2 separate regions of the Oryctolagus cuniculus genome follow, and region 2 is linked to region 1. The links are chromatin contacts, called in public Micro-C maps. All regions are on one chromosome and are shown on one strand. The core of a region is the stretch at or near the end of the contact, and the rest is flanking DNA. Distances in the headings are between cores, read along the strand shown. Region 1 holds the start of INTS8 (integrator complex subunit 8). Region 2 holds the start of PLEKHF2 (pleckstrin homology and FYVE domain containing 2).

Region 1 (5,737 bases), core at 1,849-4,348:
TCCAGTCACTGTGGCCATTTGGGGAGTGAACCAGTGGATGGAAGACCTCTCTGTCTCTCCCTTTCTCTGTAACTCTACCTCTCAAATAAATAAATAAACCTAAAAAAAAAAAAAAAAAAAAAAACCTGTCTCTCTGCTTTTCAAGCAAAAATAAATAATTCTGTTTAACTGTGAGGGGAAGGAGAGGAAAACTAATAATTTTCTAATCATAGCCCTAAGTGTATTTATTTTTTAAAAATAAGCACTGATTCTGGCCGGTGCCACAGCTCACTAGGCTAATCCTCCACCTGCGGCGCCGGCACCCCAGAGTTCTAGTCCCAGTCAGGGCACTGGATTCTGTCCCGGTTGCTCCTCTTCCAGTCCAGCTCTCTGCTGTGGCCCAGGAGTGCAGTGAAGGATGGCCCATGTCCTTGGGCCCTGCACCTGCATAGCTGCATAGGAGACCAGGAGAAGCACCTGGCTCCTGGCTTCGGATCAGTGCAGCGCCGGCCGCAGCGGCCATTTGGGGGGTGAACCTCTCTAACTCTGCCTGTCCAAAAAAAGGCACTGATTCTAATCAGTTATTTTAATGGTTTGATAGTGACTGATTTATGACCTGTAAGATTAACTGATTTATTCAATAGCAAATTATCAGTATTATGCAATATCCTTCCTTCACTTCATTTTCTTCAGATATTTTAAAGTCAAGTGAAACATTTAAAATAATTTAGGTGTGAATTTTCTCTGGTTACTATATAAAATTAATAAACTGCCTCACTACTGGTAACATCAACTTTATACTTGAAAGGGTGATTTAAGTTAACCTAACATTCAAACGCCTTCTCTGAAATCTTGAAAAATACTTGTTGTGGCACAGTGGGTTAAGTTGCTGCCTGCAACGCCAGCATCTCATTTGGGTGCTGGTTCCAGTTCTGGCTGTTGGACTTCAGGTCCAGCTCCCTACTAATGTGCCTGAGAAAACAGAGGAAGATGGCCCAAGACCTTGGGCCCCTGGACCTGGAAGAAATTTCTGGCTCCTGGCTTCAGCCTAACCTAGCCCTAGCCATTATATCCATTTGGAGAATGAACCAGTGGATGGAAGATCGCTCTCTCCCTCTCTTTGTGTAACTCTTTTGAATAAACATAAATCTTTAAAAAATATACAAAGAAAAATATGTGTATTTCATCAAGAATATACAAAAAACAATTTTCATTTTATAGGTCAATATCATAAAAGCATATATAGGTAAATCAAAGTATCTAAAAAGTACTTCAAATGAAATTTCTCTTAATTCTTGCATACCTTTTCTCTAATATGTCTAAGTCCCACTTCAAATGTGCAGCAACTTTAAGAGCGAGTAGCTTTAAAATACGATTCCTCTTGTTATCAGGTGGAGGTTGAACTTGGTTTTGTTCATTAACTGAAGGTTTGGAAGCCTGTTCCAGAAACTGAACTATAAGTTGAACTGGTGCTGGATCTAGGATTCAAAAGAAAATGAATTCCCAATTGAAGTTCTACTTATGAACACCCAAAACGATTCACCCTATTGATTTGTCACTACGAAAGGAATATAAACAGTTACAATGACTCAGGAACATGATATACAAGAAGTATGCTTGGGAAATCCTAAGATGGAAGGGATAACAAATTAGCGCAAAATGAAGCCTTTCCCAGAGAACGTAATAGTTACAGATGCCCAGTTCAGCAAACAACTAGTGTCAATTAGAGGAAAGATTTGCAGGCATTAGAACTCTTGTTCTGACAGGCGCAGGGACCTCCATCAAGCTACCTCTCTGCACCTGTTTCCTCCAATGCCCAATAAAGGACACCACCTACCTACCTAGCTTCTGGCCTGGCCAGGTGCTACCAGTCACCATCTGGGGAGTAAACCAGCAGATGGAAGTGCTCTCCCTCTCTCTCTAACTGTGCCTTTCAAATAACAACAACAAAAAGGCAAGACACAAGATAAGTGTCTCCATCAGATAAGGCTGCTCTATGACCCTGAACAAGCCACACTTGGACTTTTTTTTTTTTTTTTTTTGATTGTGTCATTGTTTCTCATAGTATCCATTTCACTTCAACAGGTTTCCTTTTAGGTGCTCAGTTAGTTGTCCCGGATCAGGGAGAACATATTTGTCCCTTTGGGACTGGTTTATTTCACTTGGATCTGAACTCAGTAAAATGCTATTCAAGGAGCTTAGCCTTTCACATCAGTACCCCGTTCCAGAAATGCCTGGAGTTTTCCTCCTTTCTCGACAATGCCTCCTTCACTAGTATATTTATCATTACCATCACTAAAGCATAACCATCTTACAACTGTACAGCAGTTTTGGCTTTCAAAGATTTTAGTATTTTCATATACAGCCCAACTTTGGAATATGTTCCCCTCACTGAGGAACAAAACAGCTAAGGAGCTAAGGTAGCAACTAATTCGCGTCGGGAAATCAGCACAACTGTTAGCTGCCCACCTCTCTGAATTTATGTAGCCCAGGATTCTGCAAAGACGACGTCCCTACCAGGCTCGCCAACTCAAGCAAACACAAGACACACGCGGCGAGGACCCACGCGGACGGCTGACAGCGACGAGTCCGCCCCTCGGGGGGCGGGAGGGCCTTTGTTTTGAACTTCTCTGTGACCCTCCACGGCTGTGCCCGCACGGGGACGTTCTAGCCTGGGCTCGGGCCCCGTCCACGCCTTGCACACCGCGGCTTCAGGCGGCCTAAAAGACTCGGGGTTCCAGGAAGGCCGGGGCCCCAACGCCGTTAGCCGCATCCCGCTTACCGGGGCAGGGCTTACGCAGATGCTTCTCCAACAGCGACTCCTCCAGCAGGAACTCGAACCAGCACGTCTGCGGCGGAGTGCAGGGCCGGCTGGAGGTGGCCGCCTCCCGGTCCGCCGCCTCCGCGCTCATCCTGCCCCCGCCGCCGCTACCTCCAGGGACACTTCCTGGCTCCAACCTGACACTCGGACTCGGGCCTCAGATCTGCGGTCCGCGACACCCTCCGGGAAAGAGGCCTCACTCTAAAAGGCCCGGAAATTCACACAACCCAAAATGGCGACGCGAGCCAGCCAAAGTTAGCAGCTGGATCCGCCTCGCTGCGCCGCCGCCACCGCAGTCGTCCCGCCCCCGGACCAATGGTTCTTCGAGTCGTAGGAAGGGGGCGGGACAGGTTGCCGGGCCACGCCCTCTCCCGGTTGCCCTGGGAGACGGCGCGGCGTGACGCAGACCTGCAAGTGGGCTTTCCGGGTTCTCTGGGATTTCGTCAGGGAGAAACTGAAGCAACTCCACCTGGGGTTGCAAGGGGCCTTGGTGTTTTCTTAGGAGACAAAAGCACGACGAGTTCTAGTTGTGAGCCAGGCAAAGTGTGAGCTTTCACTTTCCGCACTTCGTTTCTAAGATTTCCTCCGCCATGGTGGGTAGCAGCCTCCGCCCCCTTCTGGACTGATGACAGCGGACAGTGCGATCCCGCCTTTCCCTGTGTCGCAGGACCAGCTGTCAATATTCAGCTCCTAATTACTGTTCTTGATATCCTCGCTAGAGGATTATTAAACCTGTTCTACATTAACCTCCACTGGCAATGTTCTTGTATTTTTTTATTCACAATGAAAAGGGGGGAAATGCGTTAAGAGTGTAAGCTTTCTTTCTTTTTTTTTTTTTTTAAAGATTTTTATTTATTTATTTGACAGAGTTACAGACAGTGAGAGAGAGAGACAGAAAGGTCTTCCTTCTGTTGGGTCACTCCCCAAATGGCCGCCGCGGCCAGCGCACCCCGCTGATCCGAAGCCAAGAGCCAGGTGCTTCCTCCTGGTCTCCCATGCAGGTGCAGGGCCCAGGCACTTGGGCCATCCTCCACTGCACTCCCGGGCCACATCTGAGATCTGGACTGGAAGAGGAGCAACTGGGACTAGAACCGGGTGCCCATATGGGATGCCGGCGCCGCAGGCGGAGGATTAACCAAGTGAGCCACAGCACCAGCCCCAAGAATGTAAACTTTCAAGTCTACCATTCACTTTGGATAGGCGCCTATATTTGTAAAGCTGGGGTGATAGAAGGTTTTATGAACTCATTAAGTCTGCAGTCTTCAATCCTGCAAATATTTCAACACTATATTTATTTCAAAGTTAGCATAAGTGGTATATTTATTGCTCTTTAAGTCTTTTTATAGCTATCCTATATACAGAGCAATGGAATGCCACAGTTTTTTAAATATAGCGGGCAGCCATTTAGACTGGTGGTTAGGATACTTGGGACACCTGCATCCCACATCAGAGTGCCCAGTTCAAGCCCTGGCTGCTCCGCTTCTGATTCAGCTTCCTGCTAAAGTGTGTCCTGGGAGGCAGCCGATGACAGCTGGAATAACTGGGTCTCTGCCACCCCCTGTGGGAGACGGAGATGACCCTGGCCTGGCCCAGCCCTGCCTCTTGTGGGTATCTAGGGAGTGAACCATTGGATGGATAGAAGATGGAAGATTCTCTCTCTTTCTTTGCCTTTCAGATAAAGTGAAAATAATAAATAATTTTTTAAAAAACATTAAGAAGCACAGCTTAAGGATAATACAAGTAAATGAGATAATACAGATAAGCCTCTCTTTTTTTAGTAGATTTCTTTCTTCCTTTCTTTCTTTGGCAATGTAACAGAGAGGGGTCTTCCATCTGCTTGTTCACTCCTCAAATGCCCACAACAACCAATCCAGGGAAGCCTATTAAAGAGGATCTGCCACCTAGAAATATTGATAAATGTTAGCTAATATTACATAGTACTTTTCAATTTGCATATTACTTCCATACACTGTACATTATTATTTCTGCCTATAATCAGCTCTAACTACCTTTCAGCCATTGAGAAAAGTAAAGATTGCAGAATTATAATTTGCCAAAGGTTTCCGCATTAAAGGGCTGCTGGTGATCTCCCACAATACTCAGGCTGCTTTCAACACTTCAAAAATGCAAAAGGGGCTGGCGCCGTGGCTCACTTGGTTAATCCTCCACCTGCAGCGCTGGCATCCCATATGGGCACTGAGTTCTAGTCCTGGTTGCTCCTCTTCCAGTCTAGCTCTCTGCTGTGGCCTGGGAGTGCAGTGGAGGATGGCCCAAGTGCTTGGGCCCTGCACCCTCACAGGAGAATGGGAAGAAGCACCTGGCTCCTGGCTTTGGATCGGTGTAGTTCCGGCCGTGGTGGCCATTTGGAGGAGTGAACACGGAGGGAAGACCTTTCTCTCTGTCTCTCCCTCTCTCTCACTGCCTATAACTCTACCTATCAAAAAAAAAAAAAAAAAGATAAGAAAGAAAGAAAATGCAAGAAAAATAAATGCGTGTAACTCCTTCGAAACTGAAAGAGAAAGAATGCTCCAGTGATATCAACTGCCTTGCTCTCTTCCTGCACACCTGCACAATGCTCTCCTGTCTGGGCCCTGAGCTCCTAGGAGGAAGCCCTTTAGCTGGAGAAAAAAGCTCTGTATCTGTGTGCAAGTCTGGAGGGGTGTGTGCATCCAGGACTCTGGACTGACCACCCCCCATTCAACCATAGATTATCTATTTTACATATTGGGTATCAGAAGAATCTGTTCATCAATAATGTTTAGAAAGACTACTCTTTAGGGGCTGGCATTGTGACACAGCAGGACATCACATATGAGCCAGGAACTTATTGCTCTGAGTTCTGCAGGCTGGGAAGTCCAAGATCAAGGGGCTGACCAGGTTCGGTCTCTGGTTCCAAGGTGGTGCCTCATTGCCAGGTCCTCCAGAGAGAAGGAAACA
Region 2 (6,061 bases), core at 1,387-3,886, 340 kb before region 1:
GCTATCAAAGCGCCACAGTATTTACCGGGATACCACGGGCGAAGTGAACTGAGTTCTCAGGAGACAAATGGAAGAACAGTGAAGAAAAGGCTTCCAAGAGCAGAGGCTTAAGCGAGTATTTTTCGGAAGAAAAATTTTGGCAGAACAACCCTTGTAAATCAGATTTCTAGGAAATATTTATACTAAGGCGCTAAAATCAAATCAGAAAGAACAGTGATGAGAATAAACAAGGTGGACAAGGACTGCTCCACAGGAATGGGTTATGTACCCTACAAAGTTACACTGTAAGAAAAATGAGAAGGCTTCAGGGCCATAAAACCTCAGTTAATAACATACCAGGCTGGCTGCTAGGTTTGTGAAGTCATCTCAAGTCCAACTAACTCTTCAGCTATAAAAATAAATATGGATGGCATTTACTTGACAATGAAGCAACACAAAAAGGATTTGTAAGAACTAAAGTAACCAGCAAGCGAAGCTGAGCAAAAATCACATTTTCACCCAGAAAGAGTAAAAAGAGAAGCTCTCCAAAACATGGAGTTTACTGCATTTGTGGTTAACGGTCTTTTAACAGGATTTTAAAGCAAAGATGTTTTATTAAAAATAGTTTTTATTCATTTACTGGGGCGACTGAAACTCAATCTTTTCTTCTGAGGTCTTAGTACACCAGTTTTGTTTTTTTTTTTTTTTTTTGAGGCGATTACATGTGCTTTCCAAATAAGTAACTTAATACCATTCACCTCCCCTGCTGTCATGACCCAGGAGATTAAAAATAGAAGCCTTTGTTAATACTGAATTAACCTGAGGACCCCGCGAGCTACCAAGGGTACAGAAAAAAAAAAAAAAAAAAAAAAAAACAACCGCTCGACACACGGAAGGCATGCACCCTTAAGGAGCCACGGAGAGGAAAACTACTTGGAAATGTCACTTCACTATATTCTAACCAGAACACCACATGCCTTCGACTCTCTCGGCCAACGTAGTGTCTAAATCCTACTTTAACAGAGAGTCTCTTCGGCCGTACTAGAACACGACAAAGACGGCATTTACTTCGTCGGTCTACGAATTAACTCCGAAGGGCTCAGGTATCCGAAACCTGCATTCTGCTCCTGTCCACGGCGCACCCTTCCGAGTTATTGCGATCAGGTACTGAGAGCTACACCAGCGAGCTCTCGGCCTCTGATAGCAAGTCTTCAGAGAAAAAAACCGGCGAAAGACCAGAAAACTTTAAAGGACTCCAAATAAAAAAGTGCCCAAGTCATCCCTTCGATCAAAGCAAACCCCCTACAGTGCCATTCCCCACCTCCCCGCCCAAGTCACACAGAAATATGATGTTCAAGTTACAAGGTCGCCCTGAGATCCACACCCTGCGAACTTTCCGGACAGAAAGGCGCTGGGGTCTGGAGACGGCACTGCCCGCGTCCTGGGCCCCGGTCCTCAAGCCCCGCAACTTCTCGCCGGACCTGGGGGCCCCCTTCCCGCGCCCGCCCCGCGGACCCACGAGGGCCGGACGCTCCCGGGCGGCCCCCGAGGCCCCTCGCAGTGGCTGCGTCCCGCACGCGCAGGCGGCTCGCTCCGGCGCTGGCGGGCCCGGCGGGACGGCGGCCGCGACCCGCCCGCAGGCCGGCCCCGGGCGCTGGGGGAGCCGCCCGAGAGCGCCCCGTTTCTCACAGACCCCAACATGGCGTCGGCCGCCGCCGCCGCCGCCGCCGCCGCCCGCGACGGCGACACCTCCCCGCGCCGCGGACGGCCCCGGGACCGCGGGAGGAAGCGCCCGAAAGTTTCGCTTCTCCCCTCTCAGCCCACCCGCAGCCGGCGGGCCACCAAGCCCGGCTTCACCTACCCGGCAGGGCGCAGCCAGCGGCGGCAAAGAACCGACTCTTGCTCGTCGCTGACGGCGAGCGCGGACTCTGCCCGTTCCGCTGTTTTCTGACCTCGCAGGCTCCGTGCGCCGGCGGTCCCGCTCAGCCGGCGCGATCCAGACGCGGCAGGAGGGCGGGCGGCCGGCGCAGCCGCTCGCAGGTGACTCCCCCGCCCCTCCAAGTCGAACCCCACAACGGCTGCTGGGCTGGCCTCTCCCCTGCGCGTGCAGGGCGCGTCTCCGTCCTCACGCCGGGCGCGAGCGCGCGGGCACGAGCACACCCACACCGCTCGCTCCCCGCCCTTTCTTGCCAGTTCCCTGGTCCCGCCCCGCCCCGCCCCGCCCTGCCCGCGCGTCGCGCTCCAGAGGCGGGGCCTTCGGCGGAGGCCACACCCACCCGGGCGTCAGGCGAGCGCGGGGAGGGTGGGGTGCCTGCTCCTGCGCTGCACCGTGCGCCGCGCGCCTCGTGGTCGTTAAGGTCCGCGCGCTGCGAGTTACCTGGCTCGGTCGAGCCCGGGGAGAGGACTGTTCAGGTGTGTGCGAAGTTCTTAGGGAGCCTAGAAGAATGGAAGACTACCTTCTCCACCTCCACAGCAGGCCTCCCCAGGAAACTGAAGGACGCAGAGGGAAGGCTTCGGATTTAGATGCTCCCAGGCGTCCGAGCACACCTGTGTGTGCTACTCCAGGCGCTGCTGCCCATCCCGCCTTCCAGTGCCTTTCTCTGAAATTCTTCCCTCTAGAAGCGGAGGGAAAGCGCACGCTCCCCACACCGCCTTTTGCAGTGCGAGCCGTAGAACTCAGTGTTTCCAAAACTTATCTGACGCCACAGAACCCCATCTACTGACTTCACGCACCTGGCGACCGCGACGCTAGGACAGTACGCAAGGTTACAGGTGCCCTCGTTCGTTTGTCCGGCGGCACCTGTTTGTAAGCGCGCGGGCTGTCTGGGGTAGGCAGGGAGGAGGGAGATCGGCGTCCATTTTTAAAGTGTGTGTAGGTGGGAGTCAGGTATTGGTAAATTTTGTATTTTCCATTGACCTAGTCTTTGTAGCAATTTTTTTTTTCTTTTGAGTGCTGTTGAATTAGAACCACCACCAGCCACGCGGCAGGTAGCGGATCACTGACGGGAAATGAGCAGTTCGGGATCCACCATGCTTTATTTACACCTGCTCTTGGCGTCTGGGCGTCCCGTCCCCTCCCGGCTTTCCCTGGTTCTGTGGCTCCGAAACAATTTTTTTTAATCGGTAGTCAAAACAAAACTGGCCAAAAGTGAACACCTTTTTTTGGGTTGTTTAACCAGGGAAAGTTACAGAATCACGATCAAACACCCGTTCGTTTCAGTTTGTTAACTATAGTGAGCTCTAGACAAGTGTAGATGGCCCCAGAACTCCTGTCTCAGCCATGACTATACTCCAACTTAATTTGGCCTTGTCTCCCTCTACATAGGCAGCAGTATCTGTCCCCATGAAAACAGGCTGGATTAAATAAACTCCAAAGTTCCTTTGAATTTTCAAATTGGGAATGCTTTGATCAGTAAAGTCTAGTCTAAAACATTAGGCCCCCAAAACTTTGGTTACTCACCCCCTGCAGCAAAATGTTGGCCTCTCTCTCCTCCACTGTACTTGTTTAGCTTACCATCAAGTGTGTGGATAGAAACCAGACAGACTATGCTCAAATCTTGGCTTTGACCCCAACTACCTGTGTCCTTGGCTACATCCAAATATTATCTTGGTTTCCTCATTTGTAAAATGAAGACAATAGAAGTATCTACCTCACAGAATCATTTTGAAAATTAAATGAATTAATATGCATAAAGCATGTCCCTAGCACATGGTAAGTGCAGTAAAATGTGAAAAATTATCATATGTATTTAACACCCACATATCCATTATAATTTATTTGTTAGTACATTATAAAAGGCATGGCCCCGGGAATGCAGTGGAGGATGGCCCAAGTGCCTGGGCCCTGCACCCGCATGGGAGACCAGGAGAAGCACCTGGCTCCTGGCTTCGGATAGGTGCAGCGCGCTGGCAGTAGAGGCTATTTGAGGGGTGAACCAACGGAAGGAAGACCTTTCTCTCTGTCTCTCTCTGTCTCTCTCACTGACTAACTTTGCCTGTCAAAAAATAAACAAGAAAGTACACACAAAATCTGAAAAACAATGATTTATGTTTATTATGTATGTGTGTATGTATATATGACAATTTACATATGATATTATATGTGTGTATATGTATATATGTTTTCTTTTCTTCTGCACTCAGCATAATGTGTGCTCTCCCTGGGCTCTGTGCAGGTCACTGATTTGGAACTCTGCTGACAAATACGATAGGCACTAGCCACATGTCTTAATGAAATTTAGGTTAATTCAGTGAAAGTGTCGGTTCCCCAGTCACACGGATCACATTTCAGGTGCTCACTAACCGCATGACTATTGGACAGTGCAGATGGGAAATACTGCCATCACTGCAGAAAGTTATGTTGGAGCACACTGGCCACACAGATACAAACAAGGGATTTCAAGGCACTGGGAGGCAGTAGGATCAACTCCTGACTTGGACTTGTAACTGTGGCGCTGCCATCAAATCCAGTGATAAGATCTCTCTGTGGGCCTCCCATCTTTGTAAAGTGAAGATAAAAATAGGCACGACCTCATAGACTGCTGAGTGGAGGAAGTGCGATAACAGTGATTCGTGTCTGGCAGGGTCCCGATAACAGAGAGGAACCTCAATGTGTTAGTAAACTTTGGATTTAAATTAGCCCAACTTTATAAACCTGAAGGAAAAAAGCTCTTGTTATTGTCCTTGAAGCTGATAAGTAAGGTTTCTGAGGATATGGATTTTGAAAAAAAAAAAAAAAAAGACTTCGATTAACTTTTAGTTCAAGTCAGGACATGTCAGGGGAGATGGCAAGTACCTGGAGCAAGTACCTGGGTTTTGATTATGCCTTGATTTCCTTATCCTCTCCACACATCAGCCCTGGTCTTCTGCCAGTCTTGGCCATCCATGTAAAATGGCACTGTCATACACAAACCTGATGAGTCACGGTTTTCTCATCCTCTTTCCCATCTCCATTCAATCTCTTTGCTTCCAAAATATCAGGATCTACCTTTGAAACACTTTGCTGATCTCTAGTCCCCTCCACACAGGAGCCTCCCAAGGTTGTGTCATTTCCCTGCAGAAAACCTTCAGCAACTACTCAATGGGGTCGTCAGGCATACTTATACAGGTTGCAGGAGAACATCCTTATGGGAAAGTGCCTTTCTCGTTGGCATTGTAGATTTTACATTTATTACATATATTTTTCTGGCAGATTTCAATGACAGGCAGAGTGGACAGTGAGAGAGAGACAGAGAGAAAGGTCTTCCTTTGCCGTTGGTTCACCCTCCAATGGCCGCCTCGGCCGGCATGCTGCTGCCGGTGCACCGCGCTGATCCGATGGCAGGAGCCAGGTACTTATCCTGGTCTCCCATGGGGTGCAGGGCCCAAGGACTTGGGCCATCCTCCACTGCACTCCCTGGCCACAGCAGAGGGCTGGCCTGGAAGAGGGGCAACCGGGACAGAATCCAGCGCCCCGACCGGGACTAGAACCCAGTGTGCCGGCGCCACAAGGCGGAGGATTAGCCTAGTGAGCAGCGGCACCGGCCAGAGCTGCTTTGTTCTAACAAAAAGTAGCAGGGCTGGCACTGTGGTGCAGCAGGTTAAGCCGCCAACTGTGATACCCACATCCCACATAGGAGCACCAGTGCTAGTCCCCAGTGCTCTGCTTCCAATCCACCTAATCTCCTGGGAAATAGGGAAGCTGGCCCAGTTACTTGGGCCTCTGCCACTGCTGGCTTCAGACTGGACCAGCCCTGACCATCGCAGCCTTTTGGGTAGTGAACCAGTGGATGGAAGATTATTGTCTGTCTTGTCTGCCTCTCTCCCCCTCCCTCTCAGTGTCACTTTGCCTTTCAGATAAATAAATCTTATTTTTTAAGATTTTGATAGTTACAGAGAGAGAGAGAGGGAGAGACAGAGAGAAAGGTCTTCCATCCTCTGATTCACTCTCCAAATGTCCGCAAAGGCCAGAGCTGTGCTGATCTGAAGCCAGGAGCCAGGAGCTTCTTCCAGGTCTCCCACAGGTATACAGGGGCCCAAAGATTTGGGCCATCTTCTGCTTTCCCAGGCCATAGCAGAGAGCTGGATTGGAAGAGGAGCAGCC

The links. A called contact is a pair of places that touch in the nucleus more often than the background predicts.
Region 2: a contact with region 1 is called in a Micro-C map of ear pinna, with 7 times the contacts expected there. The contact joins the promoter of PLEKHF2 here to the promoter of INTS8 in region 1. A contact is called at or near these places in 2 of 6 Hi-C or Micro-C datasets (ear pinna and psoas muscle).

The regions. Positions count from the first base shown.
Region 1 is chr6:120,200,984-120,206,720 of mOryCun1.1, reverse strand. It overlaps INTS8 (integrator complex subunit 8), which reads right to left and starts at 3,098. Exons shown (of 27, transcript XM_002710696.5): 1 at 2,762-3,098; 2 at 1,283-1,457. The coding sequence starts at 2,891.
Region 2 is chr6:120,536,840-120,542,900 of mOryCun1.1, reverse strand. PLEKHF2 (pleckstrin homology and FYVE domain containing 2) reads right to left here and starts at 2,636. Exons shown (of 2, transcript XM_051844647.2): 1 at 2,436-2,636.